2 separate regions of the Sus scrofa genome follow, and region 2 is linked to region 1. The links are chromatin contacts, called in public Hi-C maps. All regions are on one chromosome and are shown on one strand. Each heading gives the region's core, a stretch centred on a gene start, on an enhancer-like site or on the middle of the called end of the contact. The rest is flanking DNA. Distances are from core to core; before and after follow the strand shown. Region 1 holds the start of RFTN2 (raftlin-2). Region 2 overlaps PLCL1 (inactive phospholipase C-like protein 1).

What was found. A called contact is a pair of places that touch in the nucleus more often than the background predicts.
Region 2: a contact with region 1 is called in a Hi-C map of fetal skeletal muscle, with 5 times the contacts expected there. The contact joins the enhancer-like site here to the promoter of RFTN2 in region 1. A contact is called at or near these places in 1 of 47 Hi-C or Micro-C datasets (fetal skeletal muscle) and 2 of 2 datasets of contacts at active chromatin or transcription factors (alveolar macrophages and skeletal muscle).

The regions. Positions count from the first base shown.
Region 1 is chr15:101,497,759-101,504,331 of Sscrofa11.1, forward strand. RFTN2 (raftlin-2) reads right to left here and starts at 3,168. Exons shown (of 9, transcript XM_021075725.1): 1 at 2,406-3,168. The coding sequence starts at 2,544.
Region 2 is chr15:102,066,859-102,073,431 of Sscrofa11.1, forward strand. It overlaps PLCL1 (inactive phospholipase C-like protein 1), which reads left to right. Exons shown (of 9, transcript XR_002339304.1): 6 at 2,617-2,686. Among named protein-coding and RNA genes, the nearest start is that of PLCL1, 450 kb to the left of the region's middle. Within about 2 kb of position 2,578, at least 8 of the 83 cell types and tissues checked have an H3K27ac peak or open chromatin away from gene starts, as enhancers often do. A contact at or near this core is called in fetal skeletal muscle, where this site is marked.

The DNA.
Region 1 (6,573 bases), core at 1,918-4,417:
GAAGAGCAAAGTCTATAAACTTGCCAAGTTAGTGAGTACAAACTGAGGAACTTGACTCCAGAACTTATGTGTTCAATGATTAATTATTATTTCTCCCACAGAGATATATAAAAAATGGCTCAAAGTCTTCCCCTCCACCTCCCAAAAAAGTGTGGGAAAGGCACACACACACAGAAAGAGAAAGAGAGAGGGAGGGAGGGAATGGAATTGAATGGAAAATAAATAATTGTTGAAGATAATTATAGCCACCATAACACAGGGCCCTGGAAATTCTAAATGGTCTCCTCTTGCCCCACTGGGACTTGACTCTCTGTCCCATGTCCTCTGTTTAGAAAAACAGAGGAAAACGAGGTGTCACTAGCCCATTTTGCTTCCTGAAAGGTTGTTCCCTGCACGTGGTCTCTGAGAGGAAGGAGGTGCCACTATTGAGTACTCTTCATGGTAACCCCAGGGCAGAAGGGCCAGCGTTCAGTGAAGACGGCTGGCATGTTTTAACCCCGTGGACTCATTTCTCTACACACTGGAGGAGTAGGTGGGAGTCAGAGACAAAGAGGAAGTTGGTTTGTGAAGCTGGGCGGACAGAGTCTTGGCTTTTGAGGCAAAGGCAAAAACAAAAACAAAACAAAAAACATGTGGAAGAATTGGAGAGAAAAAAGGGGCACCAGGAGACTTGGCGCCAGGACCAAATAGAATCCAGGTGCAACTTTAAAATGTGTGCCTGCTTTCTGTGTTCACATTTGCAAGCTATGCCCATATTTATACTTTATAGTGTAATATTCTAGCTCCTAGAATGGAAGGTTGAAATTTCACTCCTTTCACAGACAGAAGGGCTTCTGATAATAACAAAACTGAAATGACTTCAAGGATTGCTGATTCAAAAATGGCTGCATTTATACAAATTTGAGATTGCTAATACTGTTTGGAGGAAATAAATTTAAAAAAAATCAAATTACTTTAAAACCTATAGGGACGGTGAGTAAATGAGAGCAAAATGGCTCTGGCATAAACTTTATGAACAGACAAGGTTTTGAGGGAAAGGAAAGTATGTTTGTGTCCTGTGGATTTATAGAAACTTGTCCTAAAAAATAATTTACAAGGATCAATGGAGAAAACATAGCACCATATCACAAATATTTTCTCAAATGATGGTTTTTGAAAAAGTATAAAAAATTCATTTGAGTGGCTGCTTCTCTGATCATCACCATTATCTTAATCTACTTTTAAATTTCATAATTAAAAAGAAAATTAGGAATATTTATATTTTTCCCATTTGTAGACTTAGCCTTAGAAAAAAATGGAAATGTGAATGTTTTAAAAGTATATGTACAGACTGTGTATGTCTCTGGAAGGAAGTTTCCTTGCTGGCTAGCTCAGTTTTTGACAAAGAAAAATGGGCTGCTCTTGCACAAAGATGCACTGTTCATAGAGCAACCAAAAAATAGAGAATTTGTGTTTAAGTTGAAAAGAAATTAACATAATATCCAGTATGATAATTTACTTAGTATAAGCCTTCTATTAACTGATAAAATTTGTGGCTTATTAGAATTAAAAGTATAACTTCGTAATAAGAGCTTAAGATACTGACATCTGGAAATTCTAACAGCAAGCAAGACACTCGAAATTTCATTCTTAGTATCCTGTAATTAAAGACATAGTTCTGCTCTTTTAAAAAAATGCAGTTTTATCATTGTGGTTGTACAGAACTCTGAAGTTTCCCAAAGAAGTGAGGCAAAGTATTTGTGAAGTAGAGCTGCCTCTGTTCCTTGCACAGGGCTGCCATCTGGGCTTGTTTATTTGTGTTTCCAACTTTCTGGAACAGGGAGTTTCTCTGTTAGGCACCAAGCAAAGGAAGTGTCTTACAGAAGACTATTTTTTCCCCCCTTTTTTCTTTTTTACTGTATTTTCAAACTTCAAGTTTAGTTTGGTCAAAAATATCAAGTGACTAGCACAATCAGAACATTTAACCATAGCTGGAAACCTCGGAATTGTCTTAGCAAACACTCGTCTACATGATGCAAGTAATATTTCTTGTATGCTACCTTCTTGTGCCTTGCAGATCTTTTTTCAAAACACAGACTGTCATTAAGGGTATAGCTGTTTGGCTTGGAAATCAAATCTTTTTCATATATCCTTCTACAAATAAGCACTTGATTTAAAAATGAAAGACATATTTCCAAGAACTTTTTCTAATTTTATAAAGTACATAAGAACCAAATTTACAAAAAAACAAAGCAAACAAAACAAAAATCTTTCAGAGTGGAAGAAACAAAGCATTACTGTTAGATTGACTGTACAATCTGATTATGAAGGGCAGTTTAAAAATTCACGAACCAATACTTAAAAAAACCAGTAGTCCCTTATCTTTGAAATCTTTCATTAAACAAATAAAAAGAAGCAAAAAGTACCTTGTAAAGTAAAATCCAGCAATACATATTCGTAAGCAAATTCTGCCTTTGTTTCCACTTGCGGTCTCTTCAGGGTAGAAAATATTTTTCCAGGGCTGCTATCATCAGGGTCTTCTAGCTTTCTAAGTCCGCACCCCATGGCAAAATCTGTAAGGAATTAAATTGCAGGATAGGGGAGGGAGAGCAGCAAATTCTGTTGTTTAAGCTGCAAAAAGAAAGTTACAGACTTAACTGCTTTGATTTTTTCAGCTAAATCATAGATATTCAAAAAGAAAACATTTGAGTCCAAAGAAAGGAGCAGAAGACTTCTATCCATTTTTCTGTAAAGTCGTTGAACCCATGATGATTAAGCTACAGCTCCGGGAGGCTGGGCTTGCTCTTAGGAGAAACATGCAAGCTGCTACAACTTAGCGAAGAATTTCCATGCCACGTCAATTTACAGCCAGCCCCCTACCAGAGTTCTGTCGCTCAGGGCACCAACAGTGCTTTGTCTATCCCAGTTGGCTGGATGATAAAGGAGGTGTCCAAAAACGGAAATAAAAAGACAAAAGTGCAAATTAGATGGAATTATCTACAAGTAGAGGATATATTCAGACATAGTGGCATGCAATTCTTTTTCTGTTTTCTCTTTTCCCTTTTTCCTGTGCCCACCCCTCCTTCTTCCTAGTTACTACCAAGCAAGAAGGGAGAGAGAGAGACAGACAGACAGAGAGAGAGACAGAGGGAGACACAGACAGAGAGAGAGAGAGAGAGAGGGGTTGGGGGGGGGGGAGAGAGAGAGAAATAGAGGGAGAGAGAAATGGATTCTCAACATGGTTGGAAACAAAAATCATTTCCAGAAAGGAAGTCAGCTTTATGAGAAAACTGTTTCTGGAGTCTAAAAGGAGACACGTTAAAGTTAAAAAAAACAACAACCCACTTTTAGTTTTTAGATAGCTCTCTTCAGGATTTCTTTCCACATGAAGTTTCGTTTTTGCTGGAAAAATCATATGCTAGTTAAAACTGCCACATATAAAAGTTTGTATGAAATATTATAATAAAAGACTTCATTTAATCACAAAGGAGAGAGAGAGTAATGTGGGGTAATTAGTTTCCCTAAACTTCTTTAAGTTTAAAATACTATTAGAAGGTTTATGATAATAACTAATAAACACTTCCACAAGTCCCAGAGCATCCTTAATTAAAAGAAAACAACAACAAAAGTGACAATTTGATTCATTCAGTCTTAGAAATTGCCATTTACCTGAAGTCAAGAACAATTTATAATTGTAATGGGTATTTACTGCAATGGGTACTTTACTATTTACAGGTCAGGTAGAATGGTGCACTCATCAAAACTGGGAGCCCTGGAATCAGACTTCCTGGATTCAAATCCTGCCTCTAGTGCCAACTAGAGACGTGATATTGGGCAAGTTACTGGACCTCTTCAAGTTTCAGTTTCCTCCCCTATAAAATGGAGCTAATAATAGTACTTACTTCATAAGCGTGTTATGAAGGTCGAATGAGATAATCTTATCTCATATCTTAACAGTACGCCTGGTGAATACCATTAATTTGTTAATGTGCTAACATTATAAAACAGAGTTGAGAGTAGTAATAAAAAGGAAATGGTTCTGCCACCATTCCTGTTATTCACAAAATAAACCTTGATCACATTTCAGATTTTTAAACACAAGCCTGAAGAGATATTTTGGTTATATAGACGAGGTCACATGAGAACTCTCAAAGGGGGGTAGATTATTTAGTCTGTAGATTGATGTGACCGCTTGTCCCTTCCTTCTGCTTACTCGTCTCGAAATAGTTTACTTTTTAGAAATATTTTTAACAGAGGAAAATTTCATAGTCTCAAGGATGAGTGTGGTTGGTGGTAAGGAATTTTTGGGTAAATTTGGCTAAAAAGACAGCAGACGCTAACCTCGTGTGACTCATTTGACTATTCCTAGTGCTTTCATGGCTGTCATTTTTCATGTCCTCTTTTGTAAGATGGGCTGTGAGCTCCTGGATGGCAGTAGTAGAATATCTGAAGTTCACTTGTCCCTGTTGCCGTGCCTGGGAGATTATTTATTAAGTACTCATTATACTTAATAACTGCCTGCTATATTGGAGGCACAATATTAGATGCTGTCTGGGTACACAAGCTGACTAAACATGGCCTCTGCCCTAAAGACACTTAAGGCTTAAGGTGGAAGACATAAACAGATAATTTCAATTTGATTTGGTAGCTGCTAATATGGAAGTAAGCATAGGATATTATAGAAACCCAAGAAGGGGCTTCTAACTCGGTTTGGAGAATGCTGTCTGAGCTGTCTTGAAGAATGAATATGCATAAGAGAGATAAAAAAAAGGTGGGGAGCGTGTGCTAGGAAAAGGGAAAAGCATGAGCAATATCACAGAATCATGAAACTGTGGCATGAACTTGAAGAAACACAAAGCAGTTGAGATTTACTAGAATATAACATTTGAAAGAAGACTAAGCTATAAAGGAGGCAGGAGACAGTTAATGGGTTTTATATGCCACACAAAGGGAATTTTGATTTTATTTTATAGGTAACCAAAGAGAATCAAATAATCAAATGGACAAGTCAAAGGAGAAGCTTGACATAAGTTTGTGTTTTTGATGGGTTACTATGGCTGCTTTGAGGAAAATGGTCTTACTAAAAGCAAGAATAGGGGGAAGCCTGTTACTCAGGAGAGTATTGCAGTAGTCCTGTTGAGAACTGATGACTGAAAAAATGAATGAATATGGTGCATATATCCGTAAACAATTTCTTTTATCACTAGCGAAAGGAACTGCACTTCCTTTAGTTCACAACTGAGCCATCACGTAATCATTTTTATCTCCAAAAGTCCAATGAAATAAGATTTTATTTGACCCTTAATGATGTTTCAAACACATTTCTATATATCAATGTAGCACACATTCCTGTTATTTTAACAATTACATGGTATTTCATTGTATTATTATAATGTGTAAAAAGCAGCATTTTGGCTATTTTCAAAGCTTTATGGTGAAGAATTTTGTAAAGATTACTTTTTATCTGGAGTTCCCAGACATAGTGTCTGTGAGGATATGAGTTGATCCCTGGTCTTGCTTAGTGGGTTAAGGATCCAGCATTGCAGCAAGCTGTGGTGAGCTGTGGCATAGGTCACAGATGCTGTTTGCATGTGGCTCAGATCCAGTGTTGCCATGGCTGTGGAGAAGCCTGAAGCTGCAGCTCCAATTTGATGCCTAGCCTGGGAACTTCCGTATGCCATAGGTATGCCATAAAAAGAAAAAAAAAAAAAAAGATTACTTTTTCCCCCCACTTTGCATTATTTCCTAAATACTTCATAAATGGTCAAAGGAAATAGTTTCCATAATACAAGGAAATCAGAAAATAGTAAGCAGAGAAAATGTATTCTAATGAGTAAATAATTCACTTATATCACTTACAGAATTATGAGGTTGGCCATAAACTGTTTAAGGTATTTATTAACCGTAGATTTTTTTTTCTTTAAAAATGTATTTGGGATTTCCCATGTGGCTCACAACAAAAACGTATTTTGGACAGTAAGCTTTTGTGGGTTATCACCTATATTTGCTCTATACCTCTTTAATGCTTGTACATTTTTAGGGAAATTCTTTTAGTCAAAAAATTTTCTGCATCTCTAATTTGTACTTAAGAAAAATGTACATTTCTTCAAAAATATATTTCTCCACTTGAAACAAGTGTCCTGTTTTTGGTTTGTTTGTTTTTGTTTTTAAAATAAATTTACTATTTTAGAATATTAGGTTTAGAGAAAAATTGAGTGAAAGTATAGAAAGTTCCCATGTGCCTCCCTGTCCTCACTCATGCAAAACCTCTCAGGAACATGCAGCACAATCCATTTGTTGCAATCAGTGAACTTGCACTGGTACATCCTTACCATTCAGAGTCCATAGTTTACATTAGGGTTCATTCCTAGTATTGCACATTGTATGGGTTTTGACAAATGTATACTGACATGTATCCACCATTATATTATCATACAGGGTAAGACAAGGATGCTGTCAGTTCTTTCCCACCTGGATATTTAACTGTCACAACCACATTGTTTTCATAGGTAATATTTTACCAGTCGTGTGTGCCCAGGTTTGGCATATGTTGAGTACTTACAGTAATTAGGATAAATTTTTGGAATAAACATT
Region 2 (6,573 bases), core at 1,328-3,827, 570 kb after region 1:
GGGGAGGGCTTGACGTTGCCTGAGAGCAGACTCATGGAGCTCCACCACCACCTGGTAGGGTGGCACGGAGGGGTCACTGCCCTGGGCAGCCAGGCCCTCTGAGATGGGTGCTACAGGCCCCTCACACCCAGCTCAGACACAACTGGAAGGAACCTTGCCCCAAGTCCCATGCTGCTGCACCTCTGGGGTTCCTATAGCTGCTGAGGATGGAGGCATTGCAGGAGATCTCTGCAACACTCATGCCAACACTGTCTCGCCTGGCCAGGCCCCTAAAGCTGCAGGCTGCAGCAGGGCAGTGGAGAACCCTGGGGAAACCCCTGTGCTGGGCTCATGGGCCACCAAGGCTGCTGTTTCTGTGGTGGGACCCGCCTCTCTTGCAGCTACCTGGAGAAGCTGGATGGCACAACTGTCAGACAGTGGGGTTAATAGTTCTTGGGGAAGAGTCTAATACATCACAAGAGCCTGTGGCTAAATTTTTCTTCCTTCCTATTCTGTTTATATATTGCTGAGTAACAACCTCCTTAAGGGTTTAAAATAATTACTTCTTTTGCTCTTGAAAGTGTAATCTGGCCAGGGGTTATGGGAGTGACTTATCTCTGCTGCCCTGGGCCTGGAGGATCCACCTTCAGATTTGCTTGCTCGCATTCCTGGCAGGTTGGTGCTGGCTCTTGGCTGGGAGGCTTGGTTCCTCTGTATGAGAGGCCTTTCTGCAAGATTGCTTGAGTTTCCCATAGCATGGTCTCTGGCTTAAAGAGCAAGCATTCCAAGAGCCAGGAAGTAGAGGTGGCCAATCACTTAGGGCCTAGACCTAGAACCTGGTACAGGGTCACTTCTGCTACATTCTTTCCGTCAAAGAGTTGAATTCCCATCCAGATTCATGAGAGGGGACATAGGCTCTGGCTCTCAGGGGGAGGAATGTCAGAAAAGTTATGGCTGTTTTTTTTCATTGAAGTATTGTTGATTTATAATAATATTAGTTTCAAGTATAAAACAGTGATTCTATATTTTTATAAATTACATTCCATTTAAAGTTATTACAAAATATTGGCTCTATTTCCTATGTTGTACAATATCTCCTTGTAGCTTATTTTACACACAGTAGTTTGTGTCTCTTAACTCCCTACCCCTGTCTTCCTCTCCTCCTTCCCTCTCCCTACTTATAGTCATTAGTTTGTTCTCTATGAGTCTGTTTCTGTTTAGTTATATACACTGGTCTGTTTTATTTTTTAGATTCCAAATCTAAAAGTGATATCATACAGCATTTGTCTTCCTATGTCTGACTTATTTTACTAAATATAATACCCTCTAAGTACATCCACCTTGTTGCAAATGGCAGAATATTATTCTTTTTATGGCTGCATAGTACTCCAGTGTGGCATGGTATGTGTGTGTATCTGTCTCACATTTTCTTTATCCATTCATCTGTTGAAGGAGATTAGGTTGCTTAATCTTAAACTTAGGTTGCTCCCACATCTTGCCTATTGTAAATAATGCTATGAATCCTGGGCTGCATGTATATTTTTGGATTAGTGTTTCTCTTTTCTTTGGATATATTCCAGGAGTGGAATTGCCAGATCATATGGTAGTTCTATTTTTAGTGTTTTGAGGAACCTCCATACTGTTTTCCATAGTGGATGCACCAATTTATATTCAAATTGTGGCTTTTTTAATCTGCTGTACTTCTTCCTTTACATGAATTGTTCTGAGACAAAGTAATTCATAAGACTTTGCATGAGACTGAGTAATTGGCTGTGTTTTTATGAGGCCAGAGCCAGCTTGGTCACCCATTCCCTTGTATTTGCTTCTTCCTTCCCTGCCTCATCCTCTTTCCTCTCATTCTTGCTTATCTGGATTTTACTCTCAAAGAAAGTGCCAGCCATCAGCTTTTGCCTCAGTTCCGTTACGCATTCTGGGGAACATAGCGCAAGTCATATACTGTGTATTTTGCTTTTTTACCTTTGTTTATTGTCTATCTCCCATCCTAGTATGTAAGCTCCTTGGAGCAGGTGTGTGTGTGTACGTGCATGCGCACGGGCACGAACCTGTATTTCATTGAGAGTTATATCCTTAGAGCCTAGAACAGTGCCTGGCTTATTGAAGATACTCAGTAAATATTGAAAAAATGGCTATTTGTTTGAGTATTGGTTATCTAGAACTCAAGTCTCCATGAAGGCAGGGACATTGTGGTCTCAACATTGTTGCCGCAGCTCCTACAACAGTGAGTAGCAACTACTAGCTCTCAGTCAATATTTTTATATGACTACATGAAAGAAACGGGGAGAAAGCAATGCATAGAATGTTGCTGGGGGAAGCATAGCCATTGCAAACTAGGAACACATCTATGGACTTTCCCAGAAAGGTCTGGGAACCAGGACAACTCAGAGGGGTCCACACAAGATCATCACACTTGAAAGGTAGGTGGCAGTTCCATAGAGACCTTCATGGGAACTTTGGAATGATCTTACACAAACATTGAAAAATTGAATTTTAATAGCCTGTGGAGAAAGAGGACCCAGATGTAGCCCCTGTGGCCCAAGACTCCTTCAAGTGCCACGGCCCACGGGGCTGTTCAGGCTGTTCTGTCCATCATGCCCTTGGTGTGCTTGTGTCTTGCAGGAATATGTGTCCCTAAGTGCATTACTTGGACCTTACCCCCCCTGCTTTGGCTGCTGGGAGTTTCCCCATGGTGAGTTTGGGGGGTGTTCGTTTTGCACGAGGATTTGTTTCTATCTTTTCCACCCACTCAACGTTTTCTTTAGAGTCGAGAGCCTGTATTGCCAGATACTGTCAGGCTTTTGCACTATGTCAGTCAAGGCACCGACAGAAAACAGGGCACCCTCCAACAGAGATCATTCAAGCCAGCAGCTGTTGGCAGAGCTGGGAGGGCAGGGGGCCTGTGGCGCCCAGCCCAGTTCTCCCCTGACAGCTGCGGCGCCTTGGGCAGAGCACAAAGGGAGACCCACGAGTCACAAATACAAACATTTCAGTTACAGCTTAAGCTAACACACGTGGAATAAAACTGTTCTTTCCTCCTACTTTACCAATGCGGTACTTGGGTAGTGACACAGAAGGCCGGGTCTGCATCCAGCATCATGGCATTCTTCCAACCGTGCTGCTAGAACAGGGTCGAGAGGGACAGCTAGCCTCTGTCCCCTCCCCCTCTTCACCTCTCCCAGGTCAGTGTGTGCAGCAAAGCCCTTTCTTTGCCAGCTCACGTGCAGATACCCTCGCCATGTATCCAAGCTGTGTTCCCAGTCGAACAAAGAGCTGCTCTTTGGCCACTCTGAGATCTAGGGGTGGGCACACCAGAATCACAGCACCCCAGCCACCCTGAGACAGAACTGGGTCTGCATGGAAAGAAGACCTACATAGACCTTGGAAGTGGGCTTGGGTCTCTTTAGGTAGGGAATTCTGGGTCTGAGTCCACAGCATGTTCTATAAATAGGCAGTTCAATAAAAGTGGGTGGGGGCCCCACTTGCCTGAATCTGCCAGCAGCAGAGCTGGACCAACTCTAGGTGGGGGGAGGTGGGAGGTTTGCAGACTGTGCTGGCTTGGAGCAGGAGCAGCGTTTTTCTGGAGATAAAGTCATCTGCAGGTAACCTTACAGGGAGGGAGCAGAGGGCCACAGCTTCCCTCTGATACCAGAGCAACCCCTCTGGCTACCCCCAGGGGGCTGGAGAGTCATGATGGTGGAGCTCCCAGGATAGAAGGGCGCAGAGCGAATCTGAGGGCAGAGCCAAGGTAGCGGGGGAAGGTGACATGGGTGGACAATGCAGACCACCTCCTCCCACCCTTGTCCACAGGAGTTGCTGTGGCAGGCCCATAGCTGAACATCACCTGGGCCTCAGGGAACGTCCTCAGGGAAGCCTGGGATCCGCCTACCCTTGACCTCATGCTTTTCTAGAGTTGAGCGCTTGAAGCTCCTGGAAAGCGGAAAGAGGCACTAAGGGCATTAGCTACAGTATTAATGGATGCTGTCATCTGGTGAAGCCCTTGAAAGAGTCTTTCACAGGGCATTGTTGAAAATCACTTCATTTTATGAACTCTCATTATTATTAAGAACACCCTGCTAATTAACACGAATAATCACCACACCCACTGATGTTTATTGTGTACTTGTTTTGTGTAAGGCATGTGTCAAGTCCAGTCATGACCTGTGCCCTGAGGAGCTTGGGGCCTAAGCAGAGACTTGGATTCTGAGTTTTCCATTCTCTGAATCTCTCCCCTTTCTCTCTTTCCTGCAACCCCCATCTTCTTGCTTCCTCTAGGCTGTAAGTAAGACAGAGTCAGAACCAAGGGAAGCTTCTCTGTGTGAGAGAGGTCAACAGCGAGAGAAGAGAAGGGAGGTTTTTTTTAAAAACCATTGTGTGAGGAGTTCCCGTTGTGGCACAGTGGTTAATGAATCTGACTAGGAACCATGAGGTTGCGCGTTCGATCCCTGGCCTTGCTAAGTGGGTTAAGGATCCGTCGTTGCCATGAGCTGTGGTGTAGGTTGCAGACACGGCTTGGATCCCGCGTTGCTGTGGCTGTGGTGTAGGCCAGCGGCTATGGCTCCCATTAGACCCCTAGCCTGGGAACCTCCATATGCTGCAGGAAGCGGCCCTAGAAAAGACAACAAAACAAAACAAAACAAATAAAAGCATTGTGTGAGGTAGCTCATGATGCAGTACCTAGTGAAGCAAATGGTGTTCTGGGGGGAGGGGGAGCAACTAGAGGAGGAGGGGAGAAAGAAGGGGGGAGAGGAAGAAGAACAGGTAATAAAAGGAGGCTGAGGGAGTAAACATAAAACAGGTAGAGAACTAAGGAAAGTTCCTCTTTCACACATGCCTTCATTTCTTGAGTCCACTTTTCCTTGTTTGTTCAGAAACCATGTGTGTTACTGAGCTCCTGCTCTGTGTGTCTGAGGTCTCTGATGTGCACGAATGCTTTCAGAGTCTCCCACGTTGCTGATTCCTGGTGTCTGTACAATTGTTTTGTAGGCAGAAACAATCCTATTTTTTTAGGACTAAGGTGAGGAGAGTAATGCAAGGCACTCACCTTGGGCACCAAAAATTTCAGTAACTAAGACAAATAATATTTTAATGTAGTAGTTTAAGAGAGTCAAAAATCAATGTAAAAAGTTGAGCAAATTCTCAAAAATCAATCAGAATCAGTATCTTAGGGCTAAAACAACAGAACAGTTTTGTTGCTATCAATAGCGATTATAGTTTCCTCATAATCAAGGCCAAAGGGAAGGGGTGTAGGGAAGGACTCCAGCCAGGGCAGCCGTAATTATTCATTATGTGTCGTTAGGTTGTGCACACTCTGTTGGAGCATCTACTCTGAGCGCGCTGTTAGGAATGATTCTTCGGTAGGTTCATGCTGCCATCTAGTGGCCATATGTGATATAAGCCAGCCTCACTGCCAGAGGCTCTTTTGGAGGGAAATACAATTAAATTCGAAAAGAAAAAGGGCAAAGAGATAGAAAAATATCAGGAATTCTCCAGATCAAGAAGTTTTTGGAGTTGTGCTCAAGTTCAACCCATTGTTTGGTATCTGTTTTTTTTTTCCCTTTATTAAATACAAATTGAGTTCCTTCCATGTTAAGAAGTGGGCTGGAGGCTGGGTATGAAATGATGAAAAAGTGGCAGAGTATTTGTCCTGGGAGAGCTCTTTCAGAGAGTCTGAGTAGGAAGGGATTGTACAATTCACCTACTAAACACAAAACAAAAAGAAGCCTGGAGAGAGTTGTAGAGATTGCGTGATTTGTCAAAAGTAATATAACTGGTTAGTAGAGCCACAGTTCTAATTGAGTTGGGTGCTCTTTCCATGGTATGCTGTTTCCACTCTCGCCTCAGAGAAGACTTGTTCTCCAGATCCTGAAACAAGCATTTAACTTTTTTTTTTTTTGGTCTTTTTAGGGCCACAACCGTGGCATATGGAAGTTCAAGCTCGGCTTACAGTCTTTGTGGGATGAGTAATTGGAGCACATTTTAGGAATGGATTAGGGAAGGAAGGAAGTCAGCTGAGTTTCTGCCCACAGTAACTGCGGCTGAACTTAAATCAATCAGTTCTGCTTAGAAACACGCTCCATGAATACCCCACGGTCAAGGCAATATAAAATTTACGACTCCTGTTTCTAGTTTATTTAACTCAGACTAGAAAAGGCGAAGCAATAACTTACCACTCATCCATGTGCCAACAGCTGTCTCATTCTCTTCTTTTGTTTCCGAGCAGCTCCTACTTCCATTCTCAAAAGGACCTAACTTCAGGGGGTCACTACTAGTCCATCTCTTAATCTCCTGAAAATAACTTCATTTTTCATGACATAAGGCATTGAATGTTCACTAACAACACTTATTTTATTGGTGCTTTTTGCTCAAGATAAAATAATAAACTCTGATAAAGCAAAAAAAAAAAAAAAGGCTGTTTAAGAGCTAAGTTGCATACGTGTTTAATAGATCATGCCTTCAATTTTACCATGAAAATTTTCAAACATGCTCACGCACAGTTTGCAGTGAACCCCAATATATCCATCACCCAATTTACCAACATTAGCATCACTCATTTAGCTAGACTCTGCCCTGTTTAGT